Regions from separate parts of the Mus musculus genome. Here region 1 is linked to region 2. The links are chromatin contacts, called in public promoter capture Hi-C maps. All regions are on one chromosome and are shown on one strand. Each heading gives the region's core, a stretch centred on a gene start, on an enhancer-like site or on the middle of the called end of the contact. The rest is flanking DNA. Distances are from core to core; before and after follow the strand shown.

Region 1 (5,229 bases), core at 197-2,696, 830 kb after region 2:
AGACCTGAAGACAAAAATCAAGGTACACGGGAAGATGTCTGTTTATCACCTAATTGGGTTTCTAAGTAATGTTCACAAAAACAAGGTTTCGATTTTTTTTTGTTGTTGTTGTTGGTTTTTGTTTTTTGAGACAGGGTTTCTCTGTATAGCCCTGGCTGTCCTTGAACTCATTTTGTAGACCAGGCTGCCTCAAACTCAGAAATCCGCCTGCCTCTGCCTCCTGAGTGGTGGGATTAAAGGCATGCACCACCACGCCCTGCTGAAAGTTTCAAATTTTAATGCTGCAGTAAGCATGAAGACATTTTTCATCAAAGTTTTCATCCTTTAATATGAATTTAAAACTATTTGAAGCTTTTTTGGTTTTGGTTTTGGTTTTGGTTTTGGTTTTGGTTTTGGTTTTGGTTTTGGTTTTGGTTTTGGTTTTTGTACAGCGTCTCTCTATGTAGACCTGTCTGTCTTGAAACTCTGTAGACCAGGCTGCCCTTGAACTCAGACATCCCTTGTCTCTGCCTCCCAAATGCAGGACTTCTTTGAAGCTTTTTTCCACCATGTTAATGCTTGCCTTTCTTGTTTTTATTATTAGGTATTTACTTCATTTACATTTCAAATGCTATCCCCAAAGTCCCCTATACCCTCCCCTGCCCTGCTCCCCAACCCACCCACTCCCCGCTTCCTGACCCTGGCATTCCCCTGTACTAGGGCAATACCAAGGGCCTCTCCTCCCATTGATGGCCTACTAGGCTATCCTCTGCTACATATGCTACTAGAGACACAGATCTGGGGGATACTGGTTAGTTCATATCATTGTTCCTCCTATAGGGTTGCAGTCCCCTTTAGCTCCTTGGGTACTTTCTCTAGCTCCTTCATAGAGGCCCTGTGCTCCATCCAATAGATAACTGTGAGCATCCACTTCTGTATTTGCCAGGCATTGGCATAGACTCACAAGATATGTCAGGGTCCTGTCAGCAAAATCTTTCTGGCATATGCAATAGTGTCTGGGTTTGGTGGTTGTATATGGGATGGATCCCGGGTGGGACAGTCTCTGGATGGTCTTTCCTTCTGTCTTAGCTCCAAACTTTGTCTCTGTAACAACTTCCATGGGTATTTTGTTCCCCATTCTAAGAAGGAACGAAGTATCCACACTTTGGTCTTCCTTCTTCTTGAGTTTCATGTGTTTTGCAAATTGTATTTTGGATATTCTAAGTTTCTTGGTTAATATCCACTTAACAGTGAGGGCATACCATGTGTATTCTTTTGTGATTGAGTTAACTCCAGGTCCATCCATTTGTCTAAGAATTTCATGAATTCATTATTTTTAATTGCTGAGTAGTACTCCATTGTCTTTCTAAATTAGTGGGTTTCAGGCCTCCCAGGAGGCCTCTGTCAGGCACAGCAGCAGTTGATGGGCTCTGTGATGGGCTTGGTGGGGCATTGAGAGAGCAGAGTAAAGCTCCCACCCACAACTAACTATCCGGATCTGTGACCTGCCGGTGACCTGCCGGTGCTCTCTCCTGGACTGGCCCCTAAACTGTCCCATTCATTCATCATTCCAATTCCTCACAGACCAGCCCTCTAAATGTCTGAGTCAAGTCTCACTGTCAGGGTTAGAACTCCCAGTGTTGTCCAAATCCATTTCCTAGCAGTGTTTTTAGCTCCAGTAGGTGTAATAAGCCCTTCACTAGGGCAGCCAGACGAGGTGCTTCTGGCTTTCCTTATCAGGGAGCCCCACCCTGGGTGCTGTTGTACAGTTCTCTAGGGATCCCCACTATCACACCCTTAGAATAGGGGCATTGCCTGCTTTGATGATGTGTTTTGAGAAGAAAGTGAAAGGATATATATTGTAATGCCCAAGACAGTGCCAGCCTCTGTCGGGCACACTGTAATTAGTTAAACTTTGGGGAATCCTGAGCTAAGCAACACCAAAACCCTGAGGATGTTTGAACAGATACACTATGTCAGACCCGGAGAAGAGCAGGACCTAATCCTTCACCCTCCCTGAGCCTGAGCGTATCCCCTCCACGGTATACGTATATGCTTTCCACGGCCCTCCAAGGTATGCGTATATGCTTCCCACAGCCCTCCAAGGTATGCGTATACACTTTCCACGGAGACACAGCTGTGCTTCCAAAGACCTGTCTACACCATAAGGAAAATAGATTTCCAAACATTTTCAACACTTGGGAGGGCGATAGCCTAGAAGGGCAAGGATGTGCTAAGTCAGTCACCATCACGTATTTTCCTGGTGAGGTCCCTACCTTCCACCACACCTTAGCCCCAGCTTGAAAAGGTACATTAACACATACACAGCAAGTGATTTTTATCATATTTGTCCATTGTAAACCTGTAAATGTTTCCTCAACAGGAGGACATGGTCGCTAAAAGGAGAGCTGAACTTATTTTGGAGAGAGAGAAAAAAAGGAGAGAAGACGTAAGTAGAATATTATATATATATATATATATATATATATATATATATATATATATGTGTGTATGTATATGTATATGTGTGTGTGTGTGTGTGTGTGTATAAAACACCATAGTCTCAACAGTGGAAGAAGGAGAAGGCCGTGTTTAAAAGTGTACAGGAACTCACACTGGGTTTAAAGGGGATTAGTAAAATTTATTTCTTTTATTTTTGGTATGATATAAAATTGTTGCCAGTATAGGATGGCCCATTATCTGTCTTAAAGACTTTAGGTAATTCCATAGAATTAGAGGCTTGTAAACAATGATCAATTACATTTCTAGAGGCTTCTCTCGTATGCAGAGAAGCAAAAAGGAATCCTGAACAAGTGTCAATACAAACATGTATATATGTCAATTTTCCAAATTCTACATAATGAGTTACATCCATTTGCCAAATATGTTTGGGCATAAGGCCTCATGGATTAACTCCTAAATGCTGAACTGGAGATAATGTGAGGCAGTTAGGGCATTGTTTTATAATCATTCTTGCCTGCCCTTTAGTAATCTTATGTCTGAGCCTTAAAGTGTGGCTAGAAAGATGAAATTTATCATGACCACATCTAGCCAATGCAACAGGATCTGAAACTAAGGCCTCTCCTATTAGAGCTCTGTCAATGTATTCCAGTTTTATGTTCAATACCAAATTCCTTTTTTTTTATTCAAAGATGTAGTATTCTGCTTTGTAGAAAATAGAATGCTGTAAATTTTCTACTAAGACGTGTTCTTCATAAAATTGACTATGTATCCCACTAAAATAATTTATACACTAAACTCCTAGGATTGATGTATTACTGTGTGTGCGAGAGAGGGAGGGACCTGCATGCATGTTTGTTGAGGTCAGAGGATTATTTAGGACTTGAGAGGGTTGGTTCTCTTATCCCACCGTGTGGATCCTCGGCTAAAGCTCAGGCAGCCCAGCTTAACTACAGATGTCTCTTCCCATTTAGTGCTTGAGACTTAATGAACTGAAAGTTCACTCTGGGTATTGAATTTTTTTCCTAGTGACTTTATGGAAAAGTGGGTGGAGGGAACACCATTGGCCTCACCTCCCACAGTGCCTGTGGACAGGTGTAGGTCATTTGTCACTATTGCAGGAATGGATTTTAAGTTTTAATCTTCTGTTTGATTTAAACATTGCTTTGGTATGATGACGACACCCGTGGTCAGAAAGGACTCTGGAGAGATGCCTTTCCTCTCCTGTGCTCTTAGAGGCTCCAGAGCAGCTGATCTTGCTTCATCACACACATTCCATAGGCTGTTCTGTGTGACTGAGGGCAGAGCACTCTGCATGCTTGATAGCCTTCAGATCCTGGGCCAGCCTTTCAATGGGCTCCAGAGAGAGAGGCTTTTGTTGGTCCTTGGCAAGCTTGTCAACAGGAGAGGGGACACCTCTGAGATTAGTTGGGACCCAACACACCAGAAAGTAGTCTTCAGGCAATGGTAAGCGCCCACTGACCCTTCACATTTTCAAATAAGGATGGAGAGGCTACTGGAAAAGGTCTGTGTGTAGATAACCATTGCCCACAATGCACTTAATTGTCTGCATTGCGGAAATAGTTTTGTATTCACTTCAAACTCTTCACATTAGGTGATGACCCCAGCTTCCCCCACTGTGCACTGTGGGGGCAAGGGCAGGGAGGGTGGATTGGCAGCATACCTGACTTACTCTCTTAAAACCAACTCAGGAACACTTGCAGACAAAGCCGTTTTTAGCAGCAAAGAAAACCTTAGTAACCCACAGGTTGGCTTCAGCAGCCCAGTAACTGTTTCCATGGATCCTACGGGAAACATTGCCATCTTGTGGAAACTCTGCCCCAGAATGTGATTAAAGAGATTTCTCTAAACCAGGTTCCAGATCGCTCTAGAATCTCTGCTCTCTTGCCCACTGGCTCTGCCTCTGGGCCTTCTCTGGCATGTGGGTCTCTTCTATTAAGTTGGGAGCCACAGGAAGGGAAGACCCTGGAAAAGCCAGGAGAGTAGATCAACAAAATCACTAGGTGCCCTGGGTGAACCAGAAGTCAAAAGAGAGTGAAACAGGGTACAGGCACCTGCTCCCAACTGCACCTGCTCTCAGCTGCACCTGCTCTCAGACTCACCTGCTCTCTAGCTGCACCTGCTCTCTCTCAGCTGCACCTGCTCTTTAGCTGCACCTGCTCTTGAGCTGCACCTGCTCTCATTTGTACCTGCTCTCAGTTGCATCTTTTTTCCAAAAATTGATTACAATGCACTTACCTATGATTTGCCTGTTATTAACTCAATTTGAGACTTACTAAACATTTTAAAATCTGTAGCTATCTTTCTCCACAGAGTTGTTTAGGTCTACCCACATATCTCATATGTCCCTGAATTCTGATAAAATTTTAATCACCATTCCCCTTTGAATTGAGTAATTCTGTTAATGTATCCTCAAAAACCACCAAACACTCCTCCTGCTATCTCCATCTCACTAGTAAGTTAACTCAAAAAATATTTTTCATTTCAAATATTATCATTTTTTTTAAGATTTATTTATTATTATATGTAAGTACACTGTAGCTGTCTTCAGACACACCAGAAGAGGGAGTCAGATCTTGTTACAGATGGTTGTGAGCCACCATGTGGTTGCTGGGATTTAAACTCTGGACCTTCGGAAGAGCAGTCGGGTGCTCTTACCCACTGAGCCATCTCACCAGCCCAATATTATCATTCTTAATCCTAAAATCTCCACATGCTTGGTGTATACATTTTCTATTTCTATCTTGCAAGGCTGTGGTAACTGCTTTC
Region 2 (5,837 bases), core at 1,604-4,103:
CTTAAAAAACTGTTCAACATTCTTAGTCATCAGGGAAATGCAAATCAAAACAACCCTGAGATTCCACCTCACACCAGTCAGAATGGCTAAGATAAAAAAACTCAGGTGACAGCAGATGCTGGCGAGGATATGGAGAAAGAAGAACACTCCTCCATTGTTGGTGGGATTGCAAGCTGGTACAACCACTCTGGAAATCAGTCTGGCAGTTCCTAAGAAAATTGGAAATAGTTCTACCTGAGGACCCAGCTATACCATTCCTGGGCATATACCCAAGACATGTTCTAACATATATCAAGGACACATGCTCCACTATTTTCATAGCAGCCTTACTCATAATATTCAGAAGCTAGAAACAACCCAAATGTCCCTCAACAGAAGAATGGATACAGAAAATGTGGTACATTTACACAATGGAGTACTAAGCAATGATTAAAAACAATGACTACATGAAATTCACAGGCAAATGGATGGAACTGAGTGAGGTAACACAGACACAGAACACACATAGTATGCACTCACTGATAAGTGAATATTAGCTCAAAAGCTCACACTGCCTAGGACCATATGGAGTGTAGAAGGAAGAAAGCCCATGCTTTAGTCCTGCATGAAGAAGTGAACAGGATGACTGTGGGAGGTGGAGGGAGAGGGGGACCTGGGAGGGAGAGAGGACAGGAAGGAAATAAGGGGGCAGGATCAGGAACCTGAGGAGATGTGAGAGAGGCACAGAGGGTCAGGAAGTTGAACAAAAATATGTGTCGGGGGGCATAAGGAACTGGGGGTAGCCACTGGAGTCACCCCAGGACCCAAGAGGATTGACTTTAGCTGAAATGTGCAGAGAAGGGGGAAATAGAACCTGTTGAGACCACCTCCAGTAGATAGGCACGACCCCTGGTCAAGGGATGGGGCCACTCACCCATCTCAAAAATTTTAACCCAGAAATGTTCCTGTCCAAAGGAAGAGCAGGGACAAAAAAATGGAGCAGAGACTGAAGAAGGCCCAACCAGGGACTGCCCCACCTGGAGATCTATCATGTCTGCAGACACCAAACCAGACACTGTTGCCGTGGTCAAGAGGCACTTGCTGACAGGAACCTAGTGAGGTGTTTACTGGGGAGGTCTGGCCAGCAACTGACAAATGCAGGTGTGGATGCTTGGAGCCAACCATCAGACTGAGCTCAGAGAACCTGATGGGGGAGCTGGAGGAAGGACTGGAGGGGGTTTGCAACTCCATTGGAAAAACAGTACAGACTGGCCTGACCACACAGTTCTCCCAGAGACTACACCACCAACCAAGGAGTATACCTGGAGATATACTTGGCTCCAGATGCAAATGTAGCAGAGGATGGCCTTGCCTGACAGCAACGGAAGGGGAGGCCCTTGGTTTTGGGGAGGTTTGATGCCCCAGCATAGGGGAATGCTGGAGTGGTGGAGCAGGAGAGTGTGGGTGAGTGGAGGAGCACTCTCATACAGGCAAGGGGGAGGAGGAGGGCAGATGTGGGATGGGGGATTGGTGGTGTGGTAACCAGGAAGTGGGATATCATTTGACATGTAAATGAATGGAATGATTAAAAAAAAAGGGTGGAGATAGTGATGGAGAAGTATACAGAAGAGTCAGAGGGGGAGAGAGGGAGGATGGGGGGAGGGGAGTGGGAGAGGGAGAGAGGAAGGGAGAGAGGAAGGAGAGGGAGAGATGAGAGGAGAGGGGAGGAGAGGGGAGGAGAGGGGGAGATATTCTAAGAGGCAGAGGTCAGGGAAGACGGTATCAAAAGCAGCATCTTCTGGGTGTGGCAAGACCATCATACTCTGCAACTCAACCGCGGCTGTGATTCCTGTACAAGACCTGCTTAAGATCAAGCTAGAAAACACTTCAGCATGCGGTGGGCGGAGCTCTTCAGTTTAGAGCCCTGACTGAGGAGTGAGGGAGAGTTGTTGACCTCTGGGAAGGCTGATTACTACCTATGGGCAGTGCAAATTTGACTAGTGGTTTTTTGTTTGTTTGTTTCTTTCTTTGTGTGTGTGTGTGTGGGGGGGCACTAATTGGACAAATTAGAGGTGGATGGGGAGGTGGACCTGGAGGAATTAGGGGGAGGAGAAGGGGATGAATATAATCAAAATACATTTTATGCATATATAAAATTCTCAATTAATAAAAAAGGTATATTTTTAAAAGAAGTGCTGTTTGAAGAAGAAGAAAAGCATGGGGGTGGGCAGAGAAATATACTGTGACAAAGTTCCTTTTCTTTTGAAATCGTGTATGTGTTATGCCTGAATTCGTGCTCCTAAGTGCGGTGCCTGTGGAGGCCAGAGTTGGAGGATGAGAGGTGGGCGCAGCAGGCAGAGGCAGGAAGCTCTTGGGTTGGACCAGGCTACCTCGGCTACATAGCTAGACACTATCACAAAACAAAACAAAACAAAACAAAACAAAACAAAACAAAACAAAACAAAACAACATAGATACATAAATAGACCTACAACCCCCCCCCCCCCCCCCGCCCATCCCCACTCCATGAAACAATAACAAAATCATTCCTGATTTCACTTCAGGTCCGCTGAATCTCTGGGAGTGGAATAATAAATGTGTACTTAAAACCCACCACACAGTGGATTCCTAAGCATGAAAGTTTAGGGAGCAAAGGCGTGTCCTGCTGAAGATGGGGTGCTTTTGAAGTCCCCAGACCAAGCCAGGGGCTCTGCATTTCCTAAACTTCCTAGAAGTGTTGACGCCTCCCTGAGTTGTGGGGTCATGGGAGCAGGATGGAGAGGGTGGGAAAGCATCCAGCAGGAGTTGACGCACGTGCAATGGAGCAGCAGGATGTGCCTCACGTGGCATCCCTGAGACGCTTGGACTGCTGGGAAGGAAGGAGGGCGGCCTCCCCAGCAGGGGCACCCAAGGCCACGGGCAGGTGAGGCGGGTCGGGTGCGGTGCTCCAAGTCCAGGGCGCTCAGCACTGCCACCCGGACATGGAGTCCTGCAACGTGGAGCTGATTTTTGACCACATAGGACACTTCGGCAGGTAGGGAGACAGAACAGGACATGGAGCCAGAGTCGGGTGGCACGTGATCGGGGCGCTGAGGTGTCTGTTTCTGTCGGTTGGGATAGGTTCCACAGCTTCTCAACCCCCTATTTGCCCAATGCATGCACAAGTCTGGCCAACAACCCATGACCTGGCTTGTCCTTTTGTCCATTGGCCACAGGAGGCGCCGGACTCTGCTTGGACTTGGCAGGTGCAGGCAGTATTCGCACCCCTTCGGGTCAGTTGGGACTTGGTGTGCTCTCTGGACCACCAACTGGGGGAAAAAAACACTATTGGAAGGCACGGTCCCAGGTGTAGAAAACCCCCCAGCCCAACCGTGTTCTTTTCCACTGTCCAGGATGAATACCTATATGTACCCTAGAGTGCTTTCCCTTTGGGCCTGGCAGGTTTTCCTGGCTGATGGTTAGCCTTTGCTTTCATATAGATACCCAACGTATGCATGCATCCCTTAATTTCATGGTCACTGCAAAAGGCAAGTTGGAGTCCATGTCTGAATGACTGGGAAATGGAGGCAGTGTGCTCATAGAAGACCCATAGCAGACTAACGTGGGGGTGAAGGATCAGCTCTCACATAGGAACTATAATGGGCCTGAATGTTTCATTTACCACCACACCATCTGAAAAACTGGGTGAACAATGTACCTTAGATGCTTACAAATAACTGTAGAAATACATGTTGCAGTTAGAAGTGGTCCGCATATGTAGCCCTAGTTCTGGGAAGGTGACAGAAAGCTCCTGGCCAGCCTAAGCTACATAGGAAGATACCACTTAAAAGTGGGGGGCGGGGTTGGGAGCTGGAGAGATGGCTCAGGGGTTAAGAGCACTGGTTGCTCTTCCAGAAGACCTAGGCTCAATTCCAAGCACCCACACGGCAGCTCACCACGGCAGCTCACAACCGTCTGTAACTCAGATCCCAGGGAATCCAACATGCATGGGTACAGACTCACATGGATACCCGTTCACATAAAAAATAAAGGCTAAAAAATCTTTAAAAAGGTTAAAAATAAAAAGAAAAGAAACAATAAAAAGAAAAGGTTACCCGAGGTTTCTACAGACACTCACCTACATGGCAGATGGTAATAATGTCTCATTTTCTCCTTGTGTTCAGGGAGCTAATTAAAGCAATCATAGAAGTTAGTGTTTAGTTACAGTTTGAGGTTAAAAACCACTCAGTAGCCAGGCATGGTGGCTGGTACTTATAATCCCAGCCCTTGGGAGATGGAGGCAGGGACTGCTGAGTGCTTGAGGCCAGTCTGGCCTCCACAGTGAGTCCTAGGCCAGTCTGGATTCCAGTGGGAGACAGCTGGGCATGGAATCTGTACCACTGGGTTACTCAGGCACCATGCTGCTGTCCCCAGGCTTGCTCCATGATGGTGAGCGGGTTGCAGGGGGTGGACCTGGGGAGCAGCTTGCAGGAGGGAAGGGCCAAATGCTCACAGCAGAAAGTGAGGTCAGCCTGATAGATACCACCTCCTGTTTTCTCCCTCTGCTCTAGTCGGTCCTTCTGTTGATTTTGAGTTAACTTTATTTTGTGTGTGAATACGCATGGGCATGTGGAAGCCAAAGGTCAGCTGTTGGGTGTCCTCCTGGGTTGCTCTCCATTTTATTATTTTAAAATTTTAATTAAACTTATTTATATGTATATGTGCATGTGTGCTTTGTGTGTGTGTGTGCTTTGTGTGTGTGTGTGTGTGTGTGTATGTACAACAAGGCCAGAGTGGCTGTCATATTCCTTTGGAGCTTGAGTTAATGGCATTTGCTAGCTCTATGTGGGTAGTGAGACAGAGAACTCTGGTCTTTTTGTATGTCAGTAAGAGCTCTTAACCATCTCGCCATCTCTCCAGCTCCTCCTTCATACTTTTCAGGTTAGGGTCTCTCACAGAATCTGGAGCTCACTCAGAGGCTAGGCATGGCCAGTACAGCCTCAGGGATCCTCGGTTCACCCTGCCAACACTGATAATACAGGTACCTGCTGGCTCACCTGGCTTACCAAATGGGAGCTGGGGATCTGAGTTCAGGTCCTTGTGTTTGTGCGGCAGGCGTGGCAGGAATGGCTTTATTTGGCTTCCATATCTTGCTTGGGTCATAGTCCACTGAGGGAAGCCAAAAACTCAAGGCCGGAACCCAGAGACAGGAACTGAATTGGAGCAGAGCCCATGGAGGGGTTCCACTCCTGGCTTGCTCTTACATGGCTTGCTCAACCTGCTTTCTTATATAGCCCCAAGACCACCTGCCCAGGGGTAGCACTGAATGGGGCTCTCCCATATCAGTCAAGTTAAGAAAACTCACCATAGACATGCCTACAACAGGCCAAAATGATGGCATTTTCTCAGTTGAGACTTCATTTTTCCAAATGACTCACACTTGACTGTATACTGCAGCTTTTTGAGTAAAAACTTAATACCACTGGATTCCGCATCTCCCAGGCTGTTAGTGTGTGCTTGGTTAACTTTAACCAATTGCCCACTGACAAACAGCCAGGCTCTCACTGTTTTGCAGTTAGAGGCCCAGAGGCCACTGTGTTACAAGACATCAGAATATTTTCCTGTCAAGGATCTAGCAGAATGAGCAAACTTGCTGTTGACTTCAGGTCACACCGAGAGGTTTTATTACCTTCAAGGGGAAATGGTGACACTTGGTGCTCAATTGCTTGTTGAAAAGTAGAGATATTCTCATGTTCGGTTTGAAAAAAATAGTAAATATGAAGTTTTCTTAGGTTAAATTGGCTTTCTGACGACTTCCTTGTTGGGCAAAGGTTGTTTGCTCAATAAACTTGAACTAGCTTGCAACCTTGTATGCTGGA

What was found. Promoter capture Hi-C pulls out the DNA fragments that hold promoters and counts their contacts.
Region 1: a contact with region 2 is called in a promoter capture Hi-C map of embryonic stem cells, with 4 times the contacts expected there. The contact joins the enhancer-like site here to the promoter of Slc22a16 in region 2. A contact is called at or near these places in 7 of 39 promoter capture datasets (the 3T3-L1 cell line, cranial neural crest, embryonic stem cells and 3 more) and 1 of 484 Hi-C or Micro-C datasets (cerebral cortex).

Annotation. Positions count from the first base shown.
Region 1 is chr10:41,399,870-41,405,098 of GRCm38.p6, forward strand. It overlaps Ak9 (adenylate kinase 9), which reads left to right. Exons shown (of 40, transcript NM_001370813.1): 27 at 1-22; 28 at 2,363-2,428. Among named protein-coding and RNA genes, the nearest start is that of Gm25626, 15 kb to the left of the region's middle. Within about 2 kb of position 1,447, at least 5 of the 459 cell types and tissues checked have an H3K27ac peak or open chromatin away from gene starts, as enhancers often do. A contact at or near this core is called in embryonic stem cells, where this site is marked.
Region 2 is chr10:40,567,509-40,573,345 of GRCm38.p6, forward strand. It overlaps Slc22a16 (solute carrier family 22 (organic cation transporter), member 16), which reads left to right and starts at 2,854. Exons shown (of 8, transcript NM_027572.1): 1 at 2,854-3,013. The coding sequence starts at 2,961.